Linked DNA regions of Sus scrofa: region 2 is linked to region 1. The links are chromatin contacts, called in public Hi-C maps. All regions are on one chromosome and are shown on one strand. Each heading gives the region's core, a stretch centred on a gene start, on an enhancer-like site or on the middle of the called end of the contact. The rest is flanking DNA. Distances are from core to core; before and after follow the strand shown.

The links. Hi-C and Micro-C count contacts between places; a contact is called where the count stands out from the background.
Region 2: a contact with region 1 is called in a Hi-C map of embryonic fibroblasts, with 2.4 times the contacts expected there. The contact joins the promoter of ENTPD6 here to the promoter of APMAP in region 1. A contact is called at or near these places in 4 of 47 Hi-C or Micro-C datasets (alveolar macrophages, embryonic fibroblasts and heart right ventricle) and 2 of 2 datasets of contacts at active chromatin or transcription factors (alveolar macrophages and skeletal muscle).

What each region holds. Positions count from the first base shown.
Region 1 is chr17:30,790,963-30,798,395 of Sscrofa11.1, reverse strand. It overlaps APMAP (adipocyte plasma membrane-associated protein), which reads left to right and starts at 3,394. Exons shown (of 9, transcript XM_001927087.7): 1 at 3,394-3,552. The coding sequence starts at 3,461.
Region 2 is chr17:30,905,919-30,913,351 of Sscrofa11.1, reverse strand. ENTPD6 (ectonucleoside triphosphate diphosphohydrolase 6) reads right to left here and starts at 4,605. Exons shown (of 15, transcript XM_021077672.1): 1 at 4,423-4,605; 2 at 3,217-3,304.

The DNA.
Region 1 (7,433 bases), core at 2,145-4,644:
CTCTTTTCTGAGGACAGGAATGTCCCTTATGTTGGAACTTCTCACATCCACCCTCTCTTCCTGCCTTGGTCACTGCCCTGAAAGCCAAACCTGAGGGATGGGGGGTGTGAGTCAGGGAAGGAGGGAAATTAAGCCATGGGCAGCCGCTGCCCAGCTCACAGGACTCATGAGGAATCCTACAAAGAACCAGCTGACCTCTCAGCTTCCTCCTCCAGACCTGCAGATGCACTTGGGAAAGTGGCTCCTGACCCTGGGTACATCTTCCTGGATCCCCATCACCATGCTGGGCTTGGCATTGTTCTCATGCAGGGGTTTTAGGTACTTGGTTCATCACTGCCCCCTGTGAGGGGGTCTGTTACTTAACCTGCCATCACGTGAAGTCAGGCCTGATGCTCCTTAAATAGGAAAGAGTGAATCCCAGCATTTGCCTCAGTCATTTCCCACAGGCCACTGAGGACCTTTACATATTACTTTGTACCCTTTTGTTCCCTCACAAATAACAGAAGTATCCCCCCATCTCACTCCTTGTAGTGACTGCACCCATGCAAACCACTGAATTTAGGCATTTATACAACCACCATTAATGGACATCTAAGGTGAGTCCAATTTGTCTACATTGGAAGGAGAATGGAATGGACTTCACAGATCAGAAGGAATGCTGAGTGCTACAATTGTCTGTGTTCAAATTCACATGCTGAAATTCTTCCCCCTAAAGTGATGGTGTCAGCAGGTGACACCTTTGGGAGGTTAGAGTCTGTGAATCTAGACTATCAGCAATTTCTGGGTTTTGCAGTTGGCCAGGCCCTGGTGTCATTTTGGGGATCACTGATTCAGCCCAACACTAATGCTTTTCCTTCTAGTTCAATTTAAGAAAGTGATCTGGATAAAACTAGGCAACAGATTTTTAAAAAATATTTTTAGGGGATGAAATATTACATAGAAAGGTAAACAAAACATAAACATACAGCTTAACAAACAGACATAAAACAAACACCCAGGTAACTCGTCAAGGTCATGATAGGAAATCGCCTGCATGTTGGAAGCCAGGACAGCCCATTCCTCATCATAATCTGTATTCCCACTGGCAAACCATAGCTCCTCTGGGTCCCAAGCCCTCAGGGTCCTGCTTGAGTCCCCACAGTCCAGAGTTGCCCCAGACATTTCCTGCAGGCAGGCAGTCTTAAGTTCCTAGGCAAAGTGGTGTGGTAGCGGGTAAGCCTCTTGGCCTCTAACCTTAGGGACATTGGACTCAGACTGCTGTCCTCCTACCCAAACTGGAATGTCTTCACAAAAATTTTTTTTTGGCCATGCCACAGCAGTGACAACGCCAGATCCCTAACCTGCTGAACCATCAGGAAACTTCTGTGTTTCTCATTTCCTCTCTAAGCAGTGATGCTCAGCTTTGGCTTTTTTAAGTGTCCGGGAGCTTTTAAAACTTCCCAAGCCCAAGCCACACCCCAGACCAATTACACTGGAATTTCTGGAAGGGGACACAGGTATCAGTAGATTTCAAAGCTTCCCAGATGATTCTAATGTGCAGCCGAGTTGAGAACCACTGTCTCAGTGTAAGCACTCTGGGGCAACACAAAGCACAGCACCTACCTGGGGCATTTATTTTCACTTTCATGTAGCACCTTTGAGTCCAGCTGCTGACACTGAAGGCCTCAGCACTTTGATGACGGCCTCTAATCACTAGGATGGTCCTCCTGGGACAGGTGACTTAAGAGCAAGCAACTGGGAAAGCAGCACAGCCGGAAGCAGGCCTCAGCCTGACTCAGGGAAGGGAGTGGATTCTGGGCACTTGGTACCATGCTTGGAGACATCACTGACCATCAAGACTAGGTGGGAAGCTACTGGCATCTAAGGGGTGGAGGCCAGGGATGCTGCTGAACATCCTGCAACACACAGGACAGCTCTTCCCTGCACCACTTTCCCCCAAGGACTCGTCTGTCCCAAACTGTCAGCAGTGCTGAAGATTAAGATACCCAGTCATATCAATCTTGGTGGTCCCATCCCCCTGCCAGTAACTGGATGGCAGCTAGGTTGGAGACAGGGTTGGGGCACTGGAAGGAAACAAAGCACAGCTAGCAAAGTGGGCCTGACCATGACACACACAGTTTTAGTAGACTAAACTGGGCTGGGCAACACAAATGTGGCAGAGCATGTCCTCTGAGACAGGACCACTGCTCTCAAGGGACTCTCCCGGTGACCGATCCTGACCCATCCCTGCCTAGGCAGTCTACAGCTAACTCCAGTCCCAGATCTCAGGAGGGCCCTTCCACGAGCCTTTTGAGGAGACTCACACGAGCCCTGGCGCATTCCTTTGCTGCAGCAAGTTCAATAAACCTCACTTATTATTTTCGTGTACAGGTATGTTCCTGGCTACAACAGGCTGAGTTCCATAATTGGCGCATGTGGAAAGTACCTTAGAAACAAGGAAGATATCCTGCCTATGACATCAGGGGAAGGATTTTCAGCAAATAAAGTGGATTCTGAGAGATAAAAAGTTTTGGCCAAGCAGAGCTGTTACAGAAAGCATTGCCACAAAGAGTAAGGTGGACAAAGCCAGGGAGGCATAGAATTATCAATAGCAAGCAATCCTGAGTGTCTGAATCCCGAGTTCAGGGCAGGAAGGGGCCAGATCCCGAAGAGTAGTGGCTGCTTTTCACAGGGACGCCTCATTCCCCCAGCCGGGGCAGGCAGTGAGGTGGGAGTCCAATGCTCTCCAGCATCCAGAAAGGCCGTGGCATGCTCGCCTGGGACGCCTTCCAGCGCAGCACAGAAGTCGACTCTCAGGGCTTCACTTGCAGCACCTTCTTTGGAGACGGTGTACAGTAATATGACCCGGTTTCCCTGCCGAGAAAGCCTCCTCCCGTGTCTTCCCGAACCCACCCACCTTCAGCTCTGTCACTGCTGGACGCCCTCACAAGCCCGATGGCCTCTTCGGCCAAGGGCTCATCAAACCCCACAGCTGTCCACGACGACCTGGATCTTCTCGGAGGAGCTCGGGGGCCCGTCGGGTGCACGGCCCTGGGCTCTGTCCACTTATCCGGAGACAGCTCCGTCCACACGCGTACAAACTGTCGAACGTAGGCTTGACAGTCACAAAGGCGAACATGGGCGGCGGCCCTTTTCCCGTAACCCCATCGGTTCGAAACAGCCCCCTAGTGGGGCCACGTCCCTTCTGCCGGCGTGGGCACCGCGCCGCGGTCGGACAGGACGTGAAGGGCCGGGGGGTCGAGAACACGGCTGCCCTGGCCCCAAAGGCCGCTGGCTGCAAAGTGTGCGGGAGCAAACTTGCCGGGAAGTGCCTCGCAGCCGCGCCCGCCCTGGCGGCCGGAAGGGGCTGGACTCTCGTCACTTCCGCGCTCTCCTGGGGAGGTGGGGCCTTCTGCGTCACTTCCGTGCGCCGGGTAGGAGGCGGGCGGCGCGGCCCTCGGGTAGCAGTCCCACTGGTACCATGAGCGAGGCGGATGGGCTGCGGCAGCGCCGGCCCCTGCGGCCGCAGGTGGTCACGGATGACGGCCGGGCCCCAGAGGCCAAGGACGGCAGGTAGGCTGGGCTCGGAGCGGGGCCTGACTCCGAGGCAGCGACCGTGGCGAACGCCTCGCTTAATCCCTGGCTGCCTCTCTTCAAGGGAGGAAGCGGGTTCCTGCCGCGCGTGCACCTGCGGCCTTTCGGCCGGTCGCCGCGTCACTGCCCAGCCCCCGGGCCCCCTTGCCCCCGGCCCGGTTGCACTTTCCCTCAGGGACGCCCGCGGAGCCGCCCGGGGCCGCGGAGAACGGCTTCCGCACCTGCCTTTCTCGCCGCGTCTTCAGAAAGAGCCGCGAGCAGAGGGGACGTGTGGACAGTTTCTGTGAGAGTCCAGCCTTGCACGTTTTCCCAGTAGGGTCGGAGATGCCGAGGGCGCTGTAGTATCGGTGCCTAATACAAGAAATCCCTGGCCTTTGGCCTCCTCTTCTTCTCCCAGCCTTCCGGAGTTTAAATGTGCTTTGCTTTGTTAGTTAAAAACTGAAGCCTAAGCCTTGGAAAGTATTAAAATTCTCTTTTTAGCTTCGTGCCCTGAGTGTGGTAACTTTGAATTTTTTTTTTTTTTTTTTTTTTTTTTAAGGGGCAAGAGGGCCCACATAGACCGAATTTAAAGGGTGGAACTGATTGACTTACATGTTATTAGAACTATTGGCAGTATTTTCTGAGGTGCCACTGGGGGTGGTGTATACTGAATGCAGGACAGTTTTTGCCAAGGAAGACTGAATTTATTCACTGACGATAATAAGATGAACACGTTTGAAGGAGCACCATAGCAGAGAGGAGTGTTGGCTCTAGAAATGCCATTGACAGGATTTTTCAGTAATATGAGTCCTGGGGCCAGAGGAAGGGTTGGAAATAGGCTCCACGTACAGTCCTTACTGTAGGAGGACCAGCCATCCCAGTTTGCCTTGGACTCAGAGGTTTTAAGGATGTAGAACTTTCAGTGCCAACCCCGGGCAAACCAGGACAAATTGGTCACTCTTTTGACTGTGGGTGTTGTGAAATCATCTGCTGATAACTGAGGAGCCTTTAAAACAAACATGCATGGACTGGCAGTGCTGTGCTCCAGAGACTTCAAACAGGACATTGCCATACTCTAGTACCCAGGAGTCGGGAACAGCTGGCCCAAGCCTGTCTGTTGGGACCTGCAGGGCAGAGAGCACCGGAGGAGACCTGTTTTGGGGTGTGTGTGTGTGGGGTGCTCCAGGCCTCAGGGCAAGGAGCAGAGTTAATTCACTTGTTTTTCACTTTCTCTGTGGGGATTTCTTCCTCAATGGCAGGGTTAGTCCTAAGTTCTCACCTGCTGCTGGTCTTTCCCTGGGGGCCTTCTGCACTATTTATTTAAGACATTTTCTTGGCTTTCCTGTGTTTTGTTTTTTCTCTTCTTTGATCCTAGTCTGTGTCTTTGTAACAGTCTCTCTCAAAGAGAGATCTTGTTATCCAGCTTCCTTCTTAGATTTATATTGTAATTCTTTGGTTTTTTCCCCCTTATTTTTATCATTCAGTGATTCAATTTTAATTTCCTTTGTGGAGGTTTCTAGGAGTTCATCTGTTTGTCATCTTAATTACCTTGAAAGTTGAGGGTTCACCCTGACAGGAGGGCTTTGTGTATGGTGGGAAAGTAGAAGAATCTGGAGGAAGTAGAAACAGGATAACTATAGAGTAAACTTGACCCGCTAAACAGAATGAAGCAAGCCTGGAAGGGTGTTAACAGAAGCAGGGCAGTAGTTTTAGTGGAAGGGACACCTAGCGATACCTTGCTCAGTCTCCTGACTCTTGGCATGAAAGGTGGTCTTAGCTCTGTTTTACTGGTGAGGTTGTGACACGATTTCTGTAAAGTTACAGAAGAATCAAGTCACAAGAGACATGAAAAAATGAAAGAAGGACAGAATTGGCAGCTGGACAATGGGAAGCCTATTTTTAAAACTGTGCTTTGGAAATAAGATTTTATGCCAGAGCTCTTGAGTTTCTGTAGCTGAGCTGTAAGCTTTCATTCATTGTGGCTTGTAGATGCGCTGAGTGTTCTTACCTCAGTGCAGGCTTGTCATGAGTTATCTGGCATCAGTTTCCCCACATGGTTTAGAAACTTTATTGACAGAGTGATTGTAACCCTTTTGTTTTGGAAGAGAGAACAGCTGTTTAATATCCATATGTAACTACTTAGGAGTGAAGAGTTGAAAACTTATCTCTGCTTTTTCAATAAACCTCTAAAGGATTTTAGTCTAATTAAAAATCTTTTAGGTCTGTTTTCCTTTTTCCTCTTTAAGACTGAGGTGTAAGGGAGGCAGTGTGGAAAAACAGCTGGGGCTGTCAATTCACCAGGTTGTGAGGAGCCAGCAATCTGGAGTTTTCTCAGCACTTTTCCTGTGTGTGTGTTTTCAGATTGCTGTTTTACCTTGTTTTAAATTTGTTTTCGGTGCTGAAGCAAAGATGCCTACAACGTAGGAGCCCCAGTTTAAAGGAATATGAAAAGCGAACAAATGTATGGTGCAGTCACTTGAAAGGACAGGGCTGTTTTGTGTGACCCTCAGGCTCCCAGAATCACCTTGGCACCTGGGATTCTGTTCTGTGGATTTGGGCGTAGCAGATTTTCAGTGAAAGTTGCAGGTCTTTTTTGACCTCCCAGAGCCTGTTGGGCAGGATTTGAGTCCTTGACTCGAGGCCCTTCACATTTGGCTGGTGCAGTCCCAGGATTTCCTCATTTGTGGCTGAGCTAACAGTAGGCAGTCCTGTTGCATCACTGTGCTCGCTCTCTTGCTTTGGAGGCCGTAGGAAGTTTCAAATGCAGGTGTAGAGGTTGGGCAAAGCAGTTGGTTTCCTAGTGGCCCCTGGGAGGGCGATTGCTGGTCTTTCGGGATGTGTCAGCATAGATTGGGCAAGAGAGTAGGATGAGCACTTTCAGCTCTTAGGCACTGAAAATGGTTATGATAAATGGAGGGCCTGCTGTTTGAGTGACGTGGAGGAGGGACAGAATTGTAGTTGACTCTGAATTGCAGGAGCTGCCAGGGAGGTGGGCCTGCCAAAAAGTTATGAACCTTGGGCTGAAATAAGTGTGTCTGGAGCATGCACTATGAGGACCTGTGTACTGGCTCAGATGCCAGGGGAGCACGGCCCTGGTTCTTCCAGCAGCTGGTCCGAGGGCTGTGGACAAGTCGCCCTGAAGCCTTGGGGCTGGAGCTCACAACTTTTCAAGAGAAGCTGGAAACCCAGGTTTTTATGGAAAGTCCTCTATTTTTCAGTTTTGGCAACTGAAGCCATTTTATTTAGTGACAGTTTATGGTTTGCCTTGAGTCCTGGGCCCCACATTTTATGGGGACTCTGACAAGGGCTGAAACAACCAGAATGTTCTACAGCCCCACCCTCTGGGGTGTTCTCAAAGGCTAGGGGTCGGCTCAGTGAGGAGAGGTGAGAGGTCAAGGGTGCTGTGCTCCCGGGCCCAGCGCTGAGGTCCCTGTGGGGTTGGGGATGGGACGTACCCTGTGCTGCAGCCCCTGTGGGCCACCCTTAGGGCCCAGGGGTCTGTTCTGGCAGCTTCCCCTTACTTACTGCCTTAGCCTTCTGCGTGGGGGTTAGGAGGGGCTAAAAGCCCGTGCTCTTCAGTCCTGAGCCAGAGCTTGAGTCCTTTGTTTCCTTGGCCAGGGGTTTCTCCCGGCTCGTCACTTGGAGCCACCCATCCTCTGCTCGGCCCTGCTGCACCTTCTCCATGGGTGTCACTGCCTGGCCAGGGCTTGTCTGGACTAGGACATGTGGAGGGCGGGAACTTGACCCTGCTCCCAGAGGCCTGCCTGCACCTGTGGAGGTGGTTAACTGTGTGTGGGTGAGGGGTAGCAGCTGTGCAGTGAGATTTACGGAGTGTACAAAGCAGGCAGGCTCTAAATGGCTGAACATTTGCTTGTTTGGGC
Region 2 (7,433 bases), core at 3,356-5,855, 110 kb before region 1:
CAAAGCACCCCTCCCTGAGCATCTGCCCACGTGGGCCGCAGAGAAGGCTCTCTGGGCACACACTGAAAGCAAGCTCCCTCCCCAGCTCTCCCTCTGCTCAGAATCATGCACACCCTGCCAGGGCTTGCATTTCACCTCTAGCTCTCCTGCCCTTGCTCACAGTACTCCAAGAACCTGGGCCTCCTTCTGTCCCCAGAATTCAGCCCCTCCCTGCCTCAGGCCCTTTGCACAGTCACCCATTCCCAGAATGCTTGTCTACTAACCTGGCCAAGCCTGTCCTTACCCCTAAGCCTCAGATAAAGGCTGTTGTCCCCATGTCCCCTGGACACCCCCTGTGTGCTAAGCTCCTGCCTCCTCTGACAGCACCTCCATCACCTGTTATGATGCCAGTGTTCATGGCATTTGTTCCTAAAGGTCTGTGTCCCCTCTTGGCCATGAGGCCCCAAGCAAGGGGACTTAGCCTGTCCTGTGCTGCTGCACCCAGTGTGGAGCTCAGAGGACAAGCCTGCACCCCATCTATCTTCCATACTGTTGCCAGGTGCAAAAAAGTCCCACTTCGGTCTAATCAGGAGAGGATGGCAGCAGGCTGGTGGGACAGGGAGCTCATTCCTCCATAGAAATACTAAAATAAATAAATAAATAAAATCAGGACTGGCTGAAATGTTTCATAGGAATTCTGGAAAACAAAGATGTTCAGCCCCTCCCTGTCCCATCCGCACAACAGACATTCGGAAGGCAGGCGCCCAGCTCCTGGTTCCCTCTCTCAAACAGGGAGCAGAGCAGAGCTGCTGGCAACATCCTAACCTGTCCTGGGGCTGCCTGAGGGGCAGGTCTCTGCTTTACCAGACCTGGAGCTCAGGTGCGGGAAGTTGTGAAAAACAGCTGTAGGCACTTCCTGTGAAAGCCACTGCGTGATTGCGGACACACTTACTGAGAAAGAGGCTGGGGGTGGGGGAGATGGAACAACGGCCCCTGAGGCCCAGGAAGGAGGAGCACAGATGAAGCTCCTTGGGTAACTAAGGCATTTAAAAACAGCGTGAATATGGAAGGATTGAAACCCAGGCATTCACACAGGTCTAGGGAAGATACTCAGAAAAAAAAAATCCCAAGAAGGTCTTGAGCCTTCACCCTGGACTGACCCCAAGGCTCAGACACTGCCTGATAATTCAAGAAGGTCTTTTGTGGCACAGAGCCAGTATTTAGACAAAGAGGTGGCTATTTTCTCATATGTCCAATTAAAAAAAAAATCACAAAGCATACAAAGAAAAAGGAAAGCATGGCCCAGTCAAATGAAGAAAAGGCAGTAGAAACTGTTCCTGAAGAAAGAGACATAGCCTGTACCAGATAAAGACTTTAAAACAATTGAAGGAACTAAAGGAAAACACAAGGAACTAAAATAAATTAGGAAAACAACATATGACAACAAAAAGATAAGAAACTGTAAAAAAGGGAGTTCCTGTCGTGGTACAGCGGAAATGAATCCGACTAGGAGCCATGAGGTTGCAGGGTTGGATCCCTGGCCTCGCTCAGTGGGTCAGGGACCTGGTGTTGCTGTGAGCTGTGGTGTAGGTCACAGACATGGCTCGGATCCGGCGTTGCCATGAGCTGTGGTGTAGGCCGGCAGCTGTAGCTCCGATTGGACCCTTAGCCTGGGAACCTCCACATGCCACGGGTACAGCCAACAACAACATAAAAAGGAAACCATAAAAAAGAACCAAACAGTAGTTTTGGGTGAAGGTAGAATAAGATCAAACAAGGTTATAGGTCACAACTCAACTCACAAAAATCAGTTGTTTCTGTAATGACAATGAACTTCAAAATGACTGAAGTGGTAATTTTATGTTATGTATATTTTATCACAGACACTCAAACTCTTTTAATTCCTCTAAGGCCAGACAGGTCAGACAAATGAGTCCTGTCAGCACAGAATTAAAGGCAGGTGGGGGGTGACGGAGAAGGTGGATTCTGCAGCAAAATCAAATGGTTCTAAAGTCATTAGTCACACTTCACTTTCTGAGGTTCTTCCTGCCTTAAATATTCTGGGTTTTTAAGCATCCTGTTCCTTTGGTCCTTCATCCACACCCCTGCAAAACCTGCCCAGGAAGCTCACTGCTGTTTGACCCTGGCAGCTGGAGGCTCCTCAGCACTCTCCACTCCTGCTCCCTGAATTACCATATGTGGCCTCCCTTCCCTGTGGTGAGACAGTGCCTCTCACAAGCAGGGACCAGCTCACGCATCCCAGATCTCGCATCCATAACACTGCTCAGCAGACCAGAGCGCAGCAGCTGCTCAGCCAACACTTGTTGGGGAAGGAGGCTGTCAGGACATAGCAATTCACTGGGAGTCGTGGACGATACTTGAGGACCCAAGTGATGGCCATCAACACAAGCAGCCCATTTGGGACAGGACTATCTGGGCAGGAGACAGCCCAGACCTAGTGTTCTACATGTCAAGTTTGCAATGACAGTAGGACGTCGATCAGAAATGGAACTGACCCTTGTGAGAGATAACAGGTTTGGGGCTGGAGCCTGAGGCAGCCATCTGCAGGCAGCCAGCTCTTACTCTGCAACAGGCCCTCTCAGAGGGCTCCTTTTGCCATGTGATCATTTAACATAGAAGGATTTCTAGCAGCTATTTCCAAGGATGATTAGTGAGGACAAAAAGGCAATACTAACATCTTACAACTCTGAAAGTGTTTTATAAGATCTTTTTACTTAGTCAAATTTTACCACACCCTATGTTACTCTAAGAATTACAATTTCAAGGCAAAGGCTGTTCTTTTTTTTTTTTTTTTTTTTTTTGTTGTTGTTGTTGCTATTTCTTGGGCCGCTCCGGCGGCATATGGAGGTTCCCAGGCTAGGGGTCGAATCGGAGCTGTAGCCACCGGCCTATGCCAGAGCCACAGCAACTCGGGATCCGAGCCGAGTCTGCAACCTACACCACAGCTCACGGCAACGCCGGATCGTTAACCCACTGAGCAAGGGCAGGGACCGAACCCGCAACCTCATGGTTCCTAGTCGGATTCGTTAACCACTGCGCCACGACGGGAACTCCAAAGGCTGTTCTTAATTAAATTTGTCTACCCATTTAAAAAATGCCCCTTTAAATATGCGATATCTTGTTATCAGAGGCACACAGGGCCAGCACTTAATTACAACACAAGGTGACTTGCCTCCCCGCAGCACCAAAGCCCCAAGTGTCTGGATGGGCACTTGCCTGGGGTCACACAGCTGGCACGCTGAAAGGCACAGAGGAGTTTCTGCCTCTGTCTCCAAGTCAAGTGAGCTTCATCACTTCACTTTCCCTGTGAACGTAAGACTGCTTCAGACAACCAACACACACATGAAGTTATGTATACATAATTATTAAAACAGAGGCCAAACATAACACTGAAGAGGCATAGAGCCAGGAACAGTCTGGCCCACATGTCCTTGAGGCTGGAACCTAAAACCAATTTCATTCCGGGGTAGGGGTGGGGAAGGTGCTTGTTCAGAGCTAAAACACCTGCAAGAGGGGCAAATCACATTTCTGTGACACCACTAACACTAGAGTGGCTCTCCTCGGAAGATCACTAATGAAAACAACTCAATTTAGTCTGGTTTTGTTCTTTAAAGAATTGTCTAGAACAAGGCTATAAGGAAGGTGGGGAAGGAGGAGTAGGCTGCGAGGTGGGGCAGGATGTATGTGCACAAAGGCAAACAGAGGCTTGGCTGAGCCAACCTTGCTTCCAGCTGGCCCACCGGGCGGGGCGGGGGTGGGGGGTGGGGGCTCCCCTGGTACTGGGAGGCAGGGGTTGGAGGGGAAATCCCGGGTGTGGAGCGGTGGGAGTGATGTCTGATTGTGCCTGCTCCATCCCACCGGTAGCTTTCTAGGAGCAGCAGATGGCAGGTCAGCTTGTGAAATTCAAGTTCTATGTAATTTAGATCCGTAGGCCAGTTTCTTCAAGGTTAAAGTACACAAAAGGACCCTGCGTGCAAATGACTGCCATACATGCTGAAAACCCACCCGAAATTAAAGCACGGGAACAAACACCGCTTATTTCCCTGTAAGCTGAAACGGGCTTTTCTCCTGCCTGTCCTGACCCGACAGATTCTCCTGGACACCGAGCTAGAGGGGCTGAGATGCAGAATGAATGAAGGCTTCGGGCTCCCTGGTGCTGGAGGAGCTCAGCAGTGCCAGAACACGGATCCCGCCCCCCACAGAACAGCGGAGTTCAGGGTGCCAGTGATCCTGAGGCCGCCTCCCGGCGCTGCCGCTCGAGACTGGGGAGGTGCCAGGCGCTGGGTCTATGCCTAGAGGCTCCCCCCCGCCCCGCGCCCCGTCCCTTCCCTTCCTCAGGGAGCAGCGAACCGTGCCCCGGAGGCCACAACCATAGCTATCCCGGGGCCGACGAACCCGCAGGCGCCCCGGCTCTTTGCTTACCCTGCAGGTCTCTGTGCCCCATCCGCTGAGCAAAGCGCCGGCCCCCGGGGAGCGCACGGGCAGCTAAGGACGCCTTTCCGCACTCCCCCCCGCCGGCGTCCGCGAGGCCTCCACCCCCCGGCTACCGGCAGCAGACCTGGAGCCGGGTCCCGCCCACGTGCACCGCGCGTCAGCCCAGTGCGCAGGCGCAGCGTGTAGGCGGGGCGGCCCAGTGCGCAGGCGCTGTGCCCTTCCCGGTCGTGAAGGCTCGTGCTCTCCCCCCACCCCATGGGCCCGCGCCCGAAGCCTAGTCGGTGTTCCCTCGGAAGTGGGGGTCTTAGCTGTGGCCCCAGCTCCTGGCCCCGCTTGTAGGCCTTTGTAGTTCCTGGCAGTCACCCCTATAGCCTTGACCATGACTAGCTGTGGAAGTTTTCGTTTTCCTCAGGTCCCCCCCACCGCCAAAGTCCTTTTTCCCCTTGAGCTAATACAGAACAGAAAATACAAGAAGACAGGCAATGCCACCAAACCTCTCCTATTCCTGACTCACTTTCTTGTCTCTTCCTAGAAGCTGCCAAGGACTCCAGCTTCTGGCCGGGTCAGTGGTCCAAGCAGCCCCTCTCACTCAGCGCTGCCCCTGCATCCCCTGCACTCCTGTCTCATGAGTGCATCCTGATCCCAAGTTTCCTTTGCTGCTGTTGTGCACATGTGACTGAGTCTGGCCAATGCAGTATGGCTGCGCGCATGTGTCAGGTCTGGGCAAGGCTGTGTGGTTGTGTGCAGGTTTTGGTGTTTGTGCCTACTTGAAGGCGTCTGGGCATTTCTGTGCTGGCCTCCCCTTCGACGCCTGGCTGGTGGTCCTGAGTTTGTTGTTGACACATCGACACTTGAGAGTGAGTTGGTGCTGACAGGTGGGATAGAGGGACAACGTACTAGGCCAGGACTGGGCAGGCAGGCTTGTCATCCCTGCCAGCACCTGGGGGGGACAGTGGCCTCATTTACCTGGTTGTATGGCAGAACCATACCGGACCCTGTTTGGTCAGCTCCACCTCTGCCACAGTGCTGCCCTTTCCCTGTCAGGGTGCCTGAATTTTAGCTCACTCACAAGGAATGCACCCGGCCAGATAAGCTCCCGGTCACTCTTTACCCAGGCCTTCATCTGATGTGAAAGCTGGAACAAGTGCTTGCAGATCATGAGACACTCCCCCACCTCCCACAGCCCCCCCCCCAAAGAAACCTCTAGTTCCTTTCCATGGAATGTACTTCTCCCCACTAGTCAGATTCTATTTTTACTTTGATGCATTTAGGTCTCCCTGCAGGCCTTGGGCAGCAAGGAAAGCAGCTGCGAATGCCTGTGGATGGCCCCTCTGCCCATCCTGCCTGTATCTATAATGCAATCCTGCATTTTTTAAAATAAAATTCAGCATTGCACTATAAAGTTGTCTGCTTCATCTTTCTTTCTTTTTTTTTTTTTTGTCTTCTTTGTCTTTTTTGTTGTTGTTGTTGTTGTTGTTGTTGTTGCTATTTCTTGGGCGGCTCCCGCGGCATGTGGAGGTTCCCAGGCTAGGGGTCCAATCGGAGCTGTAGCCACCGGCCTACGCCAGAGCCACAGCAACGCAGGATCCGAGCCACGTCTGCAACCTACACCACAGCTCACGGCAACGCCGGATTGTTAACCCACTGAGCAAGGGCAGGGACCGAACCCGTAACCTCATGGTTCCTAGTTGGATTCGTTAACCACTGAGCCACGACGGGAACTCCTGTCTGCTTCATCTTTCAGTCTCAAGGTTTCTTCTCAGTTCAGAGGCAATATTCAGTGTCTCCACCACCCATTGCAGGCCAAAGCTGGAAATTTGGTTGGTTGTTTAGACAGTAGTTAGCCCACATTCTCCCTTGTTGCACAAGTTTGCTGTCACAAATAATGCTACAGACCCCAAGGGCTATCTGTGTGTACATGGGAAGGTATATCTGTGGGGAAAATATTTAGAAGAGGGACTGCTATGATAAAGGATATTCCCCCCCCCTCATTTTTTTCTTTTTATAGCGGCACCTGTGGCATATGGAAGTTCCTGGGCTAGGGGTCAAATCAGAGCTATAGCTGTAGGCCTACACCACAGCCACAGCATCACCAGACCCAAGCTGCATCTGTGACCTACACTGCACTGCAGCAATGCCAGATCCTTAACCCACTGAGCAAGGCCAGGGATCAAACCTGCATCCTCACGGATACTATGTCAGGTTCTTAACCAACTGAGCCACAATGGGAACTCCAGAGTTTTAATTTATATTTATTCTAGTATTTTGAAATCATTCATGGAACTGTCATGGCCTTGCTTCTACCTCATGCACAACATCGCTTTCACCATATTTAGCTCTTAGAATTTCTAGAATTAGTCAGTTTCATTAACATGGGCTTTGCATAAGCTATTTGCTGCTTGGAAAACTCTTCCCTCAGGTCTTTCCTTAGTAAAATACTAAAGTCTGAAGTTTTGTGCTTCCTCAAGTTGATATGTTCATATGCTCAAGGTGATGTTTGGTATTAGGAGGTGGGGCCTCTGGGAGAGGAATGGCCTTAATGCCTTCCTAAAAGAGGCCCTTGACGAGTTCCTGTCTTGGTGCAGCAGAAACGAATCTGACTAGGAACCATGAGGTTACGGGTTCAATCCCTGGCCTCGCTCAGTGGGTTAAGGATCCAGTGTTGCCGTGAGCTGTGGTGTAGGTCGCAGATGAGGCTCGGATATGGCATTGCTGTGGCTGTGGCGTAGGCTGCAGCTCCAATTCGACCCCTAGCCTGGGAACCTCCATGTGCTGTGGGTGTGGCCCTAAAAAGACAAAAAAATATTTACTTTTATAAGCGATAACGGTGGAGCTGGAGAGTATTGCACCTCCTTCAAGCTAGAAGGCAAGACCTATGAATAGTATGGTGGAACTTGGGGCCCCTCTCAAGGCCACAGCTCTTTCTGCTGACAGAGGTTCAGCCTGCGCATCTCCCTGTGCTGGTGCACTGGCTTGGTGTCAGGATTTCTTCTTTTTTT